Linked DNA regions of Mus musculus: region 1 is linked to region 2. Evidence: chromatin contacts called from public promoter capture Hi-C data. All regions are on one chromosome and are shown on one strand. The core of a region is the stretch at or near the end of the contact, and the rest is flanking DNA. Distances in the headings are between cores, read along the strand shown. Region 1 has its middle 42 kb from the start of Gm41019. Region 2 holds the start of Mtx3 (metaxin 3).

What was found. Promoter capture Hi-C pulls out the DNA fragments that hold promoters and counts their contacts.
Region 1: a contact with region 2 is called in a promoter capture Hi-C map of pre-B cells, with 2.2 times the contacts expected there. The contact joins the enhancer-like site here to the promoter of Mtx3 in region 2. A contact is called at or near these places in 5 of 39 promoter capture datasets (the C10 cell line, hippocampal neurons, liver and 2 more), 3 of 484 Hi-C or Micro-C datasets (astrocytes, brain and forebrain) and 1 of 115 datasets of contacts at active chromatin or transcription factors (microglia).

The regions. Positions count from the first base shown.
Region 1 is chr13:92,960,771-92,967,050 of GRCm38.p6, forward strand. No RefSeq gene overlaps it. Among named protein-coding and RNA genes, the nearest start is that of Gm41019, 42 kb to the right of the region's middle. Within about 2 kb of position 3,746, at least 41 of the 459 cell types and tissues checked have an H3K27ac peak or open chromatin away from gene starts, as enhancers often do. A contact at or near this core is called in pre-B cells, where this site is marked.
Region 2 is chr13:92,840,053-92,846,756 of GRCm38.p6, forward strand. It overlaps Mtx3 (metaxin 3), which reads left to right and starts at 4,716. Exons shown (of 9, transcript NM_001162945.2): 1 at 4,716-4,815; 2 at 5,154-5,223; 3 at 5,569-5,645. The coding sequence starts at 4,735.

The sequences.
Region 1 (6,280 bases), core at 2,496-4,995, 120 kb after region 2:
ACATATCGTAAACCAGACAGATCAGTTCCCCTTCCCAAAGGCATCTATCTCTCTAGACTTCTGATTTCCCTATGGTGATGGCAAATGGTTAGATATAATCAATCTAATGTCCTCTGAGAGAAACCTGGGAATCATCCCTAACTCTTCTTGCCCCCTCACTAACCACATCTAATCAGTTGTATCATGAGAATTATATGCATCAGTCTCCTCTCCCCACCAGACCTGCCGAAGGGGCATCAGAGCTGAGCTTCCCTCATACGTTCTCAGAAAACCTTGCTAGAAGCATAGCTCAGACCTCCGAAGTCCCAGTGACTTCACACCCCCTTAAGATGGAATTCGGAGCCATGAATATGACTTTCAAGGATAACATCCAACTTTGTGTTTCTCTGGACTATATTGTTTAAACACTGGAATTCTTCCATACTTTGAAACTACCTTCCTTCCCCCTATCAACTAAAGAGTTAATACTGAATCTGTTCTGATTGGTCGATGTTTGTGCAGTCAGATCCTTTAAAGGATGGATGGCTGTACATTGCCATTGTTTCCACCATGAGAGAATTATCTCATGTCTGTGCCCTGTGTCTTGGAACTCTGCTCCTCCCCACCCCTGGAGTTTACTACTTAGGGATTATTGTAGTGTTCTTCATTGATCAGACCAACTCGGAAACTCCAGCCATATACCCAATGAGGTCTCCTAAGTACAGTGCTCTCAAATCTCATGGTAAGGGGTAAGTGTATCCTTGAGAGAGATGATGATACTTAAGGTTGTGATCAACTACTATAGGACAGGGCTCTCTCAATGTTTGCCTTGCCTGGCCACATGTGAACAGTGGTGTTCTGATGGACTGGTTCCTAGAGTATGCAGCAGTGAGACAGGAGATGGACATGCTATGCTTTGTGCAGGAACTAGTCAGGGATTCTCCAGGAGCAATCTGCACCCATAGGGGCGGCTGGGAGGCCAGTGTAAAAGTGATCTCTATTAAATTCTTCAGTTATTGCAAGGCTTGGCCAAAACATACCTGATGCTCACTCACTTGGCTTGGGCATTCACAATATTAATTCAATTCCTGAAAGTGAGAGCTAATGGGTAGGAAGTGCCAGCTAGTAATGTATGTGAATTCAGTTGAGGACTATAGATATAAAAATCTCCATCTTCTAAATGAGAAAACTGGGAGTGCATAGAGGTTAAGGTAAGTGGCTGAGCCAAAATTCCAAGCTCCCAGCTCAGCACTTAACTGCCAGCTAGAAACCTTCATCCAACCAAGGCATTGCATTACCATAGCCTAATGTACAAATTTCATGATTTAGTCAATAAAGAGATATTGAATAGATAAAAATCTAAGACAGTATTATAAGGACTACAAAATTTTGCTAACTAATTTTGTTATTTCAGCCAATGCTAAGAGAATGGCATCTTGAAAAGTACTGTTGAAATCGGGTGAATTTTTTTTCTCCTGAGATGGCTTGTTATTTAATGCCTAGCAATTTAGTGGGGAAATCATTGGGACAGATTTATCAGAACTCAAGGGCATTGTTTATCTAGCAGCAGGTACATAATTGAGTAAAAATAGACAAATTTACGAAAAGTTTGTATATCCTGCAACTCTCTTAGGAAGAGACTTAATAATATCCATAATCTAGCCAATTTAGAGGGTGAGATGGCATACATTTTAAAATTTGGAGTTTATGTGTTTATGAATTCGTATTCATGCTTCAATTGTTAAATGTTCTTTTAAAATTTTGTCTCTGCCTATCTCTTAAGACTTTTCTCATCATTTTCCCATCCACTCTGTTGTAATAATTCTGGAATCTTCAGCTCTTAAAAGTCTTGGGGCCTCCAGATCCTGTTATCCTGGAGCATCCTTGTCCTGACCACCTCAATGACAGTGTTAGCTTCTGAACCACTGCCATTGGCTTATAAACAACTTCCTCCGAGAGATCTTCCTCGAGCGCTGACTGTACATTAGCACAACCTCCTGGATGTCCCAAAGCAAAACCCTCATGAGTCATTTCGATGGCCACAGTGACCTGATCTTTCCAGACTACATGCCCCAGAGTGGAGAGGTAGCCCCAGTATGTATCCTGTTGAAGGGCCCAGCAGAGGACCTTGAACACGTGGGCAGCTTCATAGCTCTCAGAGGAATGAACCAGAATCTATATGTAGTTCTTCAAATTACATTTGCTGCTAAGTTAATCAAGTATGTCTGTGTTTAAAATTGATCATTGACATGTTCCAGAAGGTCAGGTCAAATGATTGTTTAAATGGATTAAAACTGGGATTTGCATACAAGGTTCATGTCTTCCAAGATTTTGCTTTATTATTTTTTGAGACAGGGTCTTATTATCTCAGGTTGGCCTTGAACACATTATTACTCTGAAGTTGACCTTGAACCTCTAATCCTCCAGTCTCTGCTTCCTGATGGTTGAGTATTTGCTTGCTGTTTTGTTTAGTTTGGGCTTCTTGATGTTTTTGGTTTTGATTTCTGTTCTTTTCCTTTTCATATCTTTTTCTTCTTTAACATGCACATGTAGTATTTGATTTATCTCTGGTTCAACCTGTCTTAAAATTTTCAGACCTCAGCTTGCTTAGTGACCTCATAATGGTTCCAATAAACTGTGTGTCATTCACAACCTAAGGACTGGTAGGAAACCCAGCTTTCAAATGCAGTGCCCAGTGATTTCAGCCTGAAAGGTGATATGTCTGTTTTTCTAGAATCTCCTAGGCTCTGGAATGTGCACTGGCAAGACTTCTAGTCCAGACTTCTTGGGACCTGACTCACTTGCCTCTGAGACACAGTTAGAGACACTAAAATCTTAACAAGCCTCTTGGCTACGTGACTTCAGACAGCCTGATGACTGTTCTGGAGACAAGCATGTATATTAGCCTAGCTAAGCAGATGTCTGTCCAGAAGAAGAGGATTGCTCACATGATACAGGCACAAAGCTCTGGGAAGCCCCTGAAGGACACTGTTTGAGTCATAAGCAGTGAGGTGTTGGCCGATGAAGCTCAATACCTCCCTACTCATTCAACATTCCACTCAGGGACCATGGGCTAGCTCCAGGAACCAGTGACCATACCAACCAGTGAAGATGGGCACATGAATCTGATATGGTCTCTGTCCTAGAGAAGTTTGTATATTAGTTGTGTACACAAGTACATATGTACTTGTAGAGAAGTAGACATGGGATGTGCTTTGTAAAGAGGAAGCAGCAATCAGCCTTGCTCTGAGAGGAGGGTCTATTTGAACTGGGTTTGACGAGAAAGTGGCAATATACCAATGAAGGAAGGGTGGGAAACACAACAAGATACCACCATCCTGCAGAGAAAGGAGACTCTATGTTCCCAGCACCCTAAGGAATGCAATGTGGCTTTGATGACTTCTATTAGAGAGCTACGGAGAACTTTCCGGTAGGAACACGGTGACTTGTTCTTCATAATCCTAATGACCAGTACAGCTAATATCAGTGACTCCTAGGGCCCTTGTTAATTTTTACCTCAGACTCTTTGGGGGTGGTGGGTTCCATTCAAAGACTCCAGGCTGTGTAAAGATCTACTTCCTTTTAGTGGTCAAAAATACTTCCTCAAATACTCCCCTGTAGGGTCGTTTGTTCCTCTCGCTGTAACTGTAGTGCTCTGGCACGCCTACATAACCTCCAGGAACCACACAGATAAAGAATGGATCTGAAAGACACTGTGGAAATCCTGACAGAGCAGCCACACCCACCGAACAGCCCAACCCAACCTCATTTACCTTCACCAAACACCCACAGGTTCCTCATTGCTTCCTTGTTACTCCTGTTCTCTCTAATGGCCTCCCTGGGTGTCAATGTTATTCTTTTATTTGTTTTTAAAAAATAAAACCAGAAAAGCAATTTATGTGTGTGCAGTGAGAGCTCTGCTTGCCAAGTGGCAGCCAGAGCTGGGATGTTCTCCCTGGGCAGCCACGAGGGACCTGAATCTAGACTACTGGTTAGAAGGATCTAGAAGCTCACTGCCATCAGTTACAGAGAACCCAGTGTTGGTTTCCATACAAGCATGCCAGATTATTGGGCTGGTCCAGCCTGGAGTCTACCTAGGCTTCTAGTCAGGAGTTGGCCCTACCAACATGAGACAGTAGAATCTTCTTCTGCCTTCTTATTGCCACCATAAGGGTAAAAATTTATTAGGGGGAGGAAAACAAAATCTTGTAGGTAAAATAAAATAAAATAAAATAAAATAAATGATTCTACTAACAATTCCTTATTCCTGAAACACTCTGCTTTCTATCAAAAATGGTCTGGAATTTTTAAAGGAAGGGCATTGAAGGTTTGACATTTCTTCCTCCTGAGGAGGAGGGGAATGTGCTGGTCTGCCCTGAGTCCCTGCCCCTTCCTTCATCTTCATCTTTCTTTGTCAGCTAATTCTTTCAGCATCCCTGAGCGATGTCATCCAGGCCTGTAGCACACAGGAGAACAGAGCAGGCTGGCTCCAAGGGAAGGGGAACATGGGAAACGACTGGGCAGAAGCATCCTAGAACATGCAGCAATAGAAAGTGGGTCAAATGGTTGCTGAGATACCTTATTTCATAGGTGGCCACCAGAGGAGCATGTTCCCAAGGAAAAGGCTGCCTTTGCATCCTAGTCACACTCAGTGGCCAGGAGCTGCCCACAGGAAGCATGACCCTAGTACAGAGGCAGTAATGGATCATGGAGCACAATAGCTGGACCATTTGTCAATTAAGTTCCTTGTTCACAGTACTTGTCAGTACTTGGTCCCTGAAAGAGAAGTTTCAATAGACCTTCATTGAAGGAAAATGAATGAATGAATGACTAATCACTGGTACTAGTGGGACAGCTGAAATGGCATGGCAATCTCAAGTGTCAAGAAATAAACCTTTGAAATAGATCGTTCTAGAAATAAGCTTTACTTTCAAGTCTAGCTAGACTTTCAGAGTGAGCTTTTAAGACCCTCAGAGGGAAGTGTTTCAAGTCAGGGCAATGTCCCTGAGTCAGAGTGGCTAGAAGTTGACTATCATGAGAGACGTGGGCACAGAGGGAGCCTGAGGAAGCTTATGTTCTAGCTGTGGGCACATGCCACCCATGCATGCTATTGGCTATTTCTCCAAGTCTACCCAATTGTGAACTGTCTCACCATCGTCCATGGGTGACGGAAGGAGAGGGGAGGACTAGTCTAACAGTGGTAATTGTCTTACTGTGCTTTAGAAAGTACAGAGGTCCAGAGAAGACAGTTAGTGAGAGCTATCTAACGAGTAGGGAGGGGATCTAAACCATGGGATCTCATCCACATAACTTCTCGTCAAGAGTGCAGTGGACACTGGACAGCCATACTCTGAAATGACCAGTTAGTTCCAGCTAATATTCTTCACTGGGGAAAATGTAGGCAGCTTTGTAGTTTGAAGCACAGTGTCCCAACAGAATCTGTCGATCCACTCAGGATGCTTAGAACCATGGCCCTCAAGATGTCTAAAATGCCTGAGCCAAGTTGGCCAAGACCTTAGGAAACATTACATGCAGCTGAGAACAATGTGTGTTGGCAGAGCCTGTTGTGTTCTTTGTGTACAGCTCAGTTCAGTCTCAGAGAACCATTGACAAGCTGGGGCCTCTGTCTGGAGACAACAGAAGTATCAAAAACACCTAGGGACGAGTGTGTAATCCTGAATCCCTGAAGTTTCATCCAGTCACATTGGACTGAGTACCAGTATCAAAGGACCTGGGTTCAAAGCCAGACTCACCAAGTCAGTTCATGCATGTCCTTGAGCTGTTGGCTGAGCTATAAGCTTTTCATCTGTAACATGATCTTGGGAAGCTTTCTCCCTACCTGTTATGAAGATTTCAGGTATCACGTTCCAAAGAGCCCAGTATCAGGTACACGGGTATTCAGCTGATAACATCTATTATTACAATTACTACTGTTAAAGTAGCATTGTTATTGTTAGCAGACAATGTAAATTAGACTTGACTTTGACATTTACTGTTTTGTGTTAGCCAGATTATTTAGCCCCTCTGGACCTCATTTTTCTTATACTGAAATTGGAGAAAATATTACTTAATCTGGCATGGTATTACACGAATCAGAGGTAATCTCAGAAAGCGCCTAATGATGAGCCTGGATCAAAGTGGTCCTCAGTAAAGGCCATCTATGATTAAAGCAAGCAAGAACAATTATTGATGTTGGTTCCTATAAATCAATTTTGTCTAAGCATCACAAGCCCTTTGAATTATTCTTTGGGGGATAAAGTCTCTTTGAAATCTGGTTGCTTTATTCCTGAGGACCCTGTGG
Region 2 (6,704 bases), core at 3,466-5,965:
CAGTACAGGGGAACGCCAGGGCCAAAAAAGGGGAGTGGGTGGGTAGGGGAGTGGGGGTGGGTGGCTATGGGGGACTTTTGGTATAGCATTGGAAATGTAAATGAGCTAAATACCTAATAAAAAATGGAAAAAACAATACCTGTTTGAGGTTGCTCTGTGATTAGCCTGTCTTTGGCGTTATACATCTTCATGCTGAACTATGTTTGATTTTTGGCACTGTCAGCAATGTTTCTAGTCACTATCCACAAATTCCCTGGAGATAGTCTCTCTCTGTTTCTGTCTCTCTTTCTCCCCATCTCTCCCCTCCCCTCCCTTCCCTGCTATCTCCCATATCTTTGCCCTTTTGTTTTCTATCATAATAGAAAAGTTTGAAGCTTACTCAGCATCCTGTGTTCCTGCTTCAAGCTTCCCCAGTGTCAAAGAGAAAACATGCCTATCTATCATCTATCGTTCCAGCATTAGCCTCACAGATCAAGTTCCTAATCTCAGCCTCTCAATTCTCAGGACTCCATCCCTCCTTCCAGCATTCCCAGGCTTTTGCTCACAAGGGCCACTTCTGTCTTCATTTGGATAGGAATCAATCTTGACATCCCTTTCAAAAGCTTTATCTTCTATGCAGACAAATCTTCTGATCTTTCTATTTCTTTTATGTCTTCGAGATCTTCGCCATCCTGACTCCTCACACTGCTTCTTCCAGTGAGTTCCTGAAGTTTGAGTTATAACAACATAGCTGTGAAAAATGCTTATCCCAGGTGTGTCAAGTGGTCTTCTTCTATGATATTCTGCAATTCTTCCTTGTTTCACTTTCCAGAACATTTTTGCTTCATTTGAGGCTATTTATGGAGTCATAAAACTTCTTCTATTATATTCCTGAAATAACTATTATTCTTGTTGCCCTTGACTGAGGAATCTATTGGTTCTGTTCAAATGGTTTATTCTTCCTTCACACCCTTCAAAACTCCACATTCCCACAAATGTCCAATCCTGGTAACCATTAGTTAATCATCATCCCTCTGACCAATATCTGTTTTACAATTTCTTGCCACAGACACCCTCATGTCCATGTCACAGCTTCACCCATCCAGTTTACCCCATATGACCTTTCCTTCTTTGTGCTAAACTAAACCCAGTGGACTTATGATTCAAGGTCAGCAATGCTCTGCTTCTTTCCTATGCCTTTGCCAAGAATTGAAAGATATTTAAAGCCTTTGTCTAAAAACCACCCTAGGGTGTGGTCTTCTTGACAAAATGGTACATCATGTTAGTATCTAGTTATCTCAAACAGAGTTTTTACTTCACCAACTATTCACCTGAAAGCATGAATGTCAGTTTTTATCTCCTTACTCTCTTACAATGTGCTAGACACATAGAAGATGATCAACTGATTTGCTCAATGGCTTAATGTTAAACATTACTTAAAGAAGTAGTAATATGTGCATTGTGCCACAAAGGGGACTTTTTTTTTCCTTAATGAAGTCTCTTCAAACAAATGAATGAAAAGAAGACTTCTAAACAGATTTCTCATAAGAATGCTATTGGCATAGGAATGGTATTGGTTAAAAAGGAGTCTCAGCTTTAAAGCAGATTGCCTAAGTTCAAATTCTTGTTCTCCCACCTAGCTGGAGGTTTGGGAAGTTAACTAACATCTTTACATGTTAATATCTCTCCATGAAAACTGGAGGAGATAACATGAGATCAAATGAGTTGTGTCACATACTAAAAACAATTCTGGTGTTTATTGTTTCACAAATGTCAGTTATTACTAAATGTTCATTGCACATATAATGATGATGCCTCAGAGTTAAATGAACCTTCACTTTATAATTGAAAAAAATCAAGGAATCAAAGTAAATCACTGGCTCACAAATACACAGCAAACTTAGAAACTAAAAACAAACAAACAAACAAACAAACAACAAAACCAGTTCTCGTGACCTACTTTCAATGGGAGTTTTCTCCTTAAGGATTTCTAAATCTGCACGTGAACTAAGGGACATTCAAGGCTCTTCAGTTTAACTCCCCCATAAAGGACCACACTGCATGATCATTTATCACAAACATCCCATCATTGCCAGGAACTACATTTCATAGATTCCTAGTCACAGGAATGCAGCATGAGGGGACTGTAAAAGAACTTGTATCATGGCCCCAAGTAAAACTATGAAACACATGAGTGACAGGACTGGATGCCAAGGTCAGGTCCTCTAAGTTCAGACGAAGCCACTGAATGAGCATCTTTTGAAAAACAAAAATGTTCAAGGAAAAACGTGGTCTGGAAGAGTCATTATAAAGCTGTGCTCTAGGCCATCCTGCCCATACACAAATGCTTTGCAGACAGCGAGAATGCTTTGCCTGGGAAGAATCCGAAATGATGATTTTGATGAACTCGGAACAACGTCTTTAACAGCCAGGAAGGATATAGGAGCCAAGTACCCATACCAATGGTTTCAGCTTTCTTCCCCATTGTCTGGAACAGTATTCAGCCTGGTTGTGCAACAAGGTACACCAGTATTTTAAAATTCAAGCTAGCAGATACAGAATCTCAAAAGGAATTACAGCAACACAAAGATTGCTATTAACTAGGCACACATAAACCTGTAAGAAGGAATTTTCTTATCAGATTGGGAGAAATGGTGTTCTTTGCCTTAACTTAATAAGAGAATGGATTTAAATTTCTCTCTAATGCAAATAAAATCAGTGTAAGTGGCAGGAGCAATGGAGAGAAGGTCACACTAAGTAATCACCTATGTGTCCACAAAGAATGATCACCCACCACCTCAGTGGCCAACAAGACACAGAGAACCCACATCCTCACTGCAGCATTTGATTTAAAATGTCTTATTGTAGGATACAGACTCTCAGCTTTATTTTTATTGCTTAGAATTTTATTTCTCAAAGCATGAACTTTCCTTTACACTGAGTCAGAAAGTTAAGTTACCTTCTTAATATGAAGGGGGCCCAGCCATCCCCCAAAAATCCTACAGTGATGCATGGTTCCTCCTCTGTGTTGTTAATATTTTATAAATCTCTACATTTACTTGTGACAATGGCTTTTTATAGTTTTGGTTGTAACCTAGCCTTTAACAGCCGAGCCATCTCTTTAGTGGAACAATGGCTTTTTATATTTACCTATGTGTAATGTCTGGTTTGTAGACTATACATTCCTAAGGAGACACTCCACATCCATCTATGTATTCTTCCAGAGCCTCCTAGTACCTCAGATGTACTCTCTGCTCAATAAATGTGTTGTTTAGTTTCAACTATACATTTGCTAAGCATTTCCTACTTAAAAAGTGTGACTAATGGACTTTTAGGATTGGAATGTCTTTTCTTTCCATTTTTGAGATATACTATTTTTGAGGCAAAATATTTAAAAAAGACTTTAGGAAATCAGAACTGTAATTTTGGAGAGTTGCCCCCTTACTGTGCAGAAAAATGCCTAGAAAATGTTGCTGAATATTATTGTTACGGCAATAGGTTTCAATTGAAGGGGACCCTAGCATCTTCTTGTGATAGAGGAAAATAGAAAACCCAAAGATGTATCAAAAGGGCTGTTCCAGAAAGACTATTGTTCTGTCTATAAAAATCACACAGCTCCCAGGTCCTGATTCTGAGATCCAAACAGTATGCCCAAATCTCCACATTGCCAAGTTTTTTCTTTAATGGTTTTTCTGAGAAATTAATATTTAGTGCATGCCCATTAGGTCCAAAGACAAGACTGGCTGAATGACTTACAATGCTTAGTCTAAAATAAAAGTGCAGAGCCCTTTGCACCAAGATTATGACCTCAAGAGAGTGATAGCAGAACATGACGTGAATGAAGAGCCTTTCTAAACACAAGACCTTCTGTGTCTTCACTGGCCCCACACCTAGGAAGCCACAAAGAGCTTCTGTAGAGTGGATGGCAAAAGGCCTGTGAATATGGACAGAAGCAAAATTCAAAATTCAAGTGCATACAGGGAGCCTCAGGAAGCTGGAAGAAATTCATGATTTTGAAAAAGCTAAGTTTAACTCAAAAAAAAAAAATCTTTTTATGTGTGTGCTTTGCCTGCACGTATGCACCACGTGAAGGGCTAGTGCCGGTACAGGCCAGAAGAGGGACTCAGGTCTCAAAGAACTGGAGTAAAATGACTGTGAACACAGCGTAGGTTGGGGGAACCAAGACAAGTCTTCAAAAACTGCTCTTAACTGAGCAACCTCTCCAGCCACACTAAACTTAGTTTGGGGAGAGCCACTAGAGAGGAAAGCCATTCTGAATTAAAGGAGTGTGCACGTTGGAGTCCCCTGTTAAAAACTTAGGAACAGGGTTAATTTTGAATGAGGTTGAATCACATTAACATAAGAATGCCAACTGAAATTGAGACTGGAAAGGCAGGCAGGCAAAGGACCATCACAATGACTGAACATCGCAAACTTGTACCGACGACCTCCATGTCAGTTTAAACTACTTTTGTACAGATTTATATATACCATAGTGATGCTTTCAAGTTTTGTTGTACATTAATACTGAATGCAATAAATACTTGGAGGACTCTTAGGAGGTCTGTTTCCCTTCCGGCACAGCTCCTAGTCTGGTTGCTAAACCTTCTCTCAAAGGCCTGCTGCTGTCCTTTCTGACTCTGTCCAAAGCCCCAAGGAGTCAGTCCCAGCTCCTCGTCCCGCCCCCCTCCATTCCACGTGCTGGAGAGTGGGCGGTACGAGTACTTCCGGGTGACAGAGGTCAGCCCCGGCAAGATGGCGGCCCCCATGGAGCTCAGCTGCTGGGGAGGAGGCTGGGGTCTCCCTTCGGTCCACAGCGAGTCCTTGGTGGTGCTGGTGAGGCCGCCTCGCGGGCCAGGGCGCGGGAGGACTGGGCTGGCTAGCCGCGGGCTCCGCTGGAGACCGGCGGGCCGCTTGCAAGCGTCAGGTCCCGGCGGCCCGGCGGCGCTGTTCCTGCAGTTGGAGAAGCACACACGCGGCCCCGCAACCTCAGGCCCTGCCTCCTGCATCCGAGGTCCCCAGGAGCGGGGAGCCTGCGCGTCCCCGATGGCGGACGGGGGAGGGGCGTGGGCAGCCTCAGGCTGCCTTTGAGGGTGCATCAGTCAGAGCCGTGCTGCAGACCTTGCAAGCCTGCTCTCAGTGTCTAAAATCTCTTATTGCAAACTCTGTTTCAGGCTTATGCCAAGTTTTCTGGCGCGCCCTTGAAAATCAATATTATAGATAACACCTGGAGAGGGTCAAGAGGTACAGTATAAGCTTTCAAACGCCCCCCTCTCTGCCCTTTTCAACAGTTGCATCCCTTTCTGCATTACAGCCATATAGCCCAAGAGTACTTGGGGCGTCTTAGCTTCTTAGAATGACCTTGGCTGTGTGTTGGTTGTGTTTGGTCATTTCGAGTAAGAACTAAAGGTACAAGACAAACCTGGAAAATTGGAGAGACGAAAATGTTTTTTAGTGCTGCCCTTTGTAAAGCCCACAGAAGTTTATACCCATACTCTTCCATGTGCCAACTGGTGTAGTTTTTAAGGCATTGTAATCTTCAGAATAAATCACGGTGTTTGCTTGTGTGTAAATTGTTTTTGATTATAGGTGATGTACCAATTTTGACAACTGAAGACAGCATTGTTTCTAAGCCTGCAAAAATTCTAAACTTTCTAAGAAAACAGGTGGGTAGCTCCTTTAGAAGAAGTAGGTAGTTTTCTGCATGTTACTCATTATTATTATTATTATTATTATTATTATTGTTATTTCAGACTGGGTTACATGCTAATCTATGCTGCCACTGTGCAGCACAGACTGGCTTTAAATGCTAGAATTGTGGGTGTGACAATTACACCTGGCATCCTGTATGACTTATTTTTAGTTCACTATAAGGTGATTTTAATTTTTGGGGCAACTGGGAATGCCTGGATCTTGACAATAGAGAAACAAAGACTTGCTTACTGGTGCTGAAAGGCATGCATTTTATTTTACTGTGATCTGGAAGTTTAATGAAGTATATGTAATGTATTTATTGTGAATTTCTTGAAAAGGATATAAGATTCAATTTAGTTATTCAGACTTATTCTTGTTGATAATGTTATCACTTTAGTCCTGTTGTTACTATACATTTCATGCTAAGTGTGACACCCGAGTTCCCATCATATGGCAACTATTTTATTTGATCACTTTTGTTGTTATTGTTTGGTTTGGTTTGGTTTTATGCTGAGATTTGAATACGGGACCTTGTAGTCACTGGTAGGCAAGCGTTCTACCACTGAGTTGAATACTGAGTTTTGTATTTCTACTTTAAAAAAGCACTTATCTGATAGTTACACGCCTTATGAAAGCACGTATCTAAAGTGTGTGAAGTGTAAATATTTATGTAGTAAGTCATGATATTTAAACATAAAATGATTCCTATAAACATGACGGGTATACGTGATTTGTCAGTACTTTAAGAAAAAAATCTTGTACCATTAAAATTTGAACCGTTTCTAAATTGAGAAGTTTCCTTTTTTTATGGAAAAAAAAACATTTTAATGAACTGTATGTTTTTTTCCTTCCTTATGAAAAACAATTGCTTTTATTCATTAACTTGTACCACGTGCCATACTTTGAACAAAGGTCATTGATAAGCATGAAAGCAATAGAATGTAGTTGACAAGCTGTAAGCAACATTGGGGTTTTTTTGTGTATGGTGCATTAAGAAAGTTTTCATTGGTTAGTATTCCTCCCTCTTAATG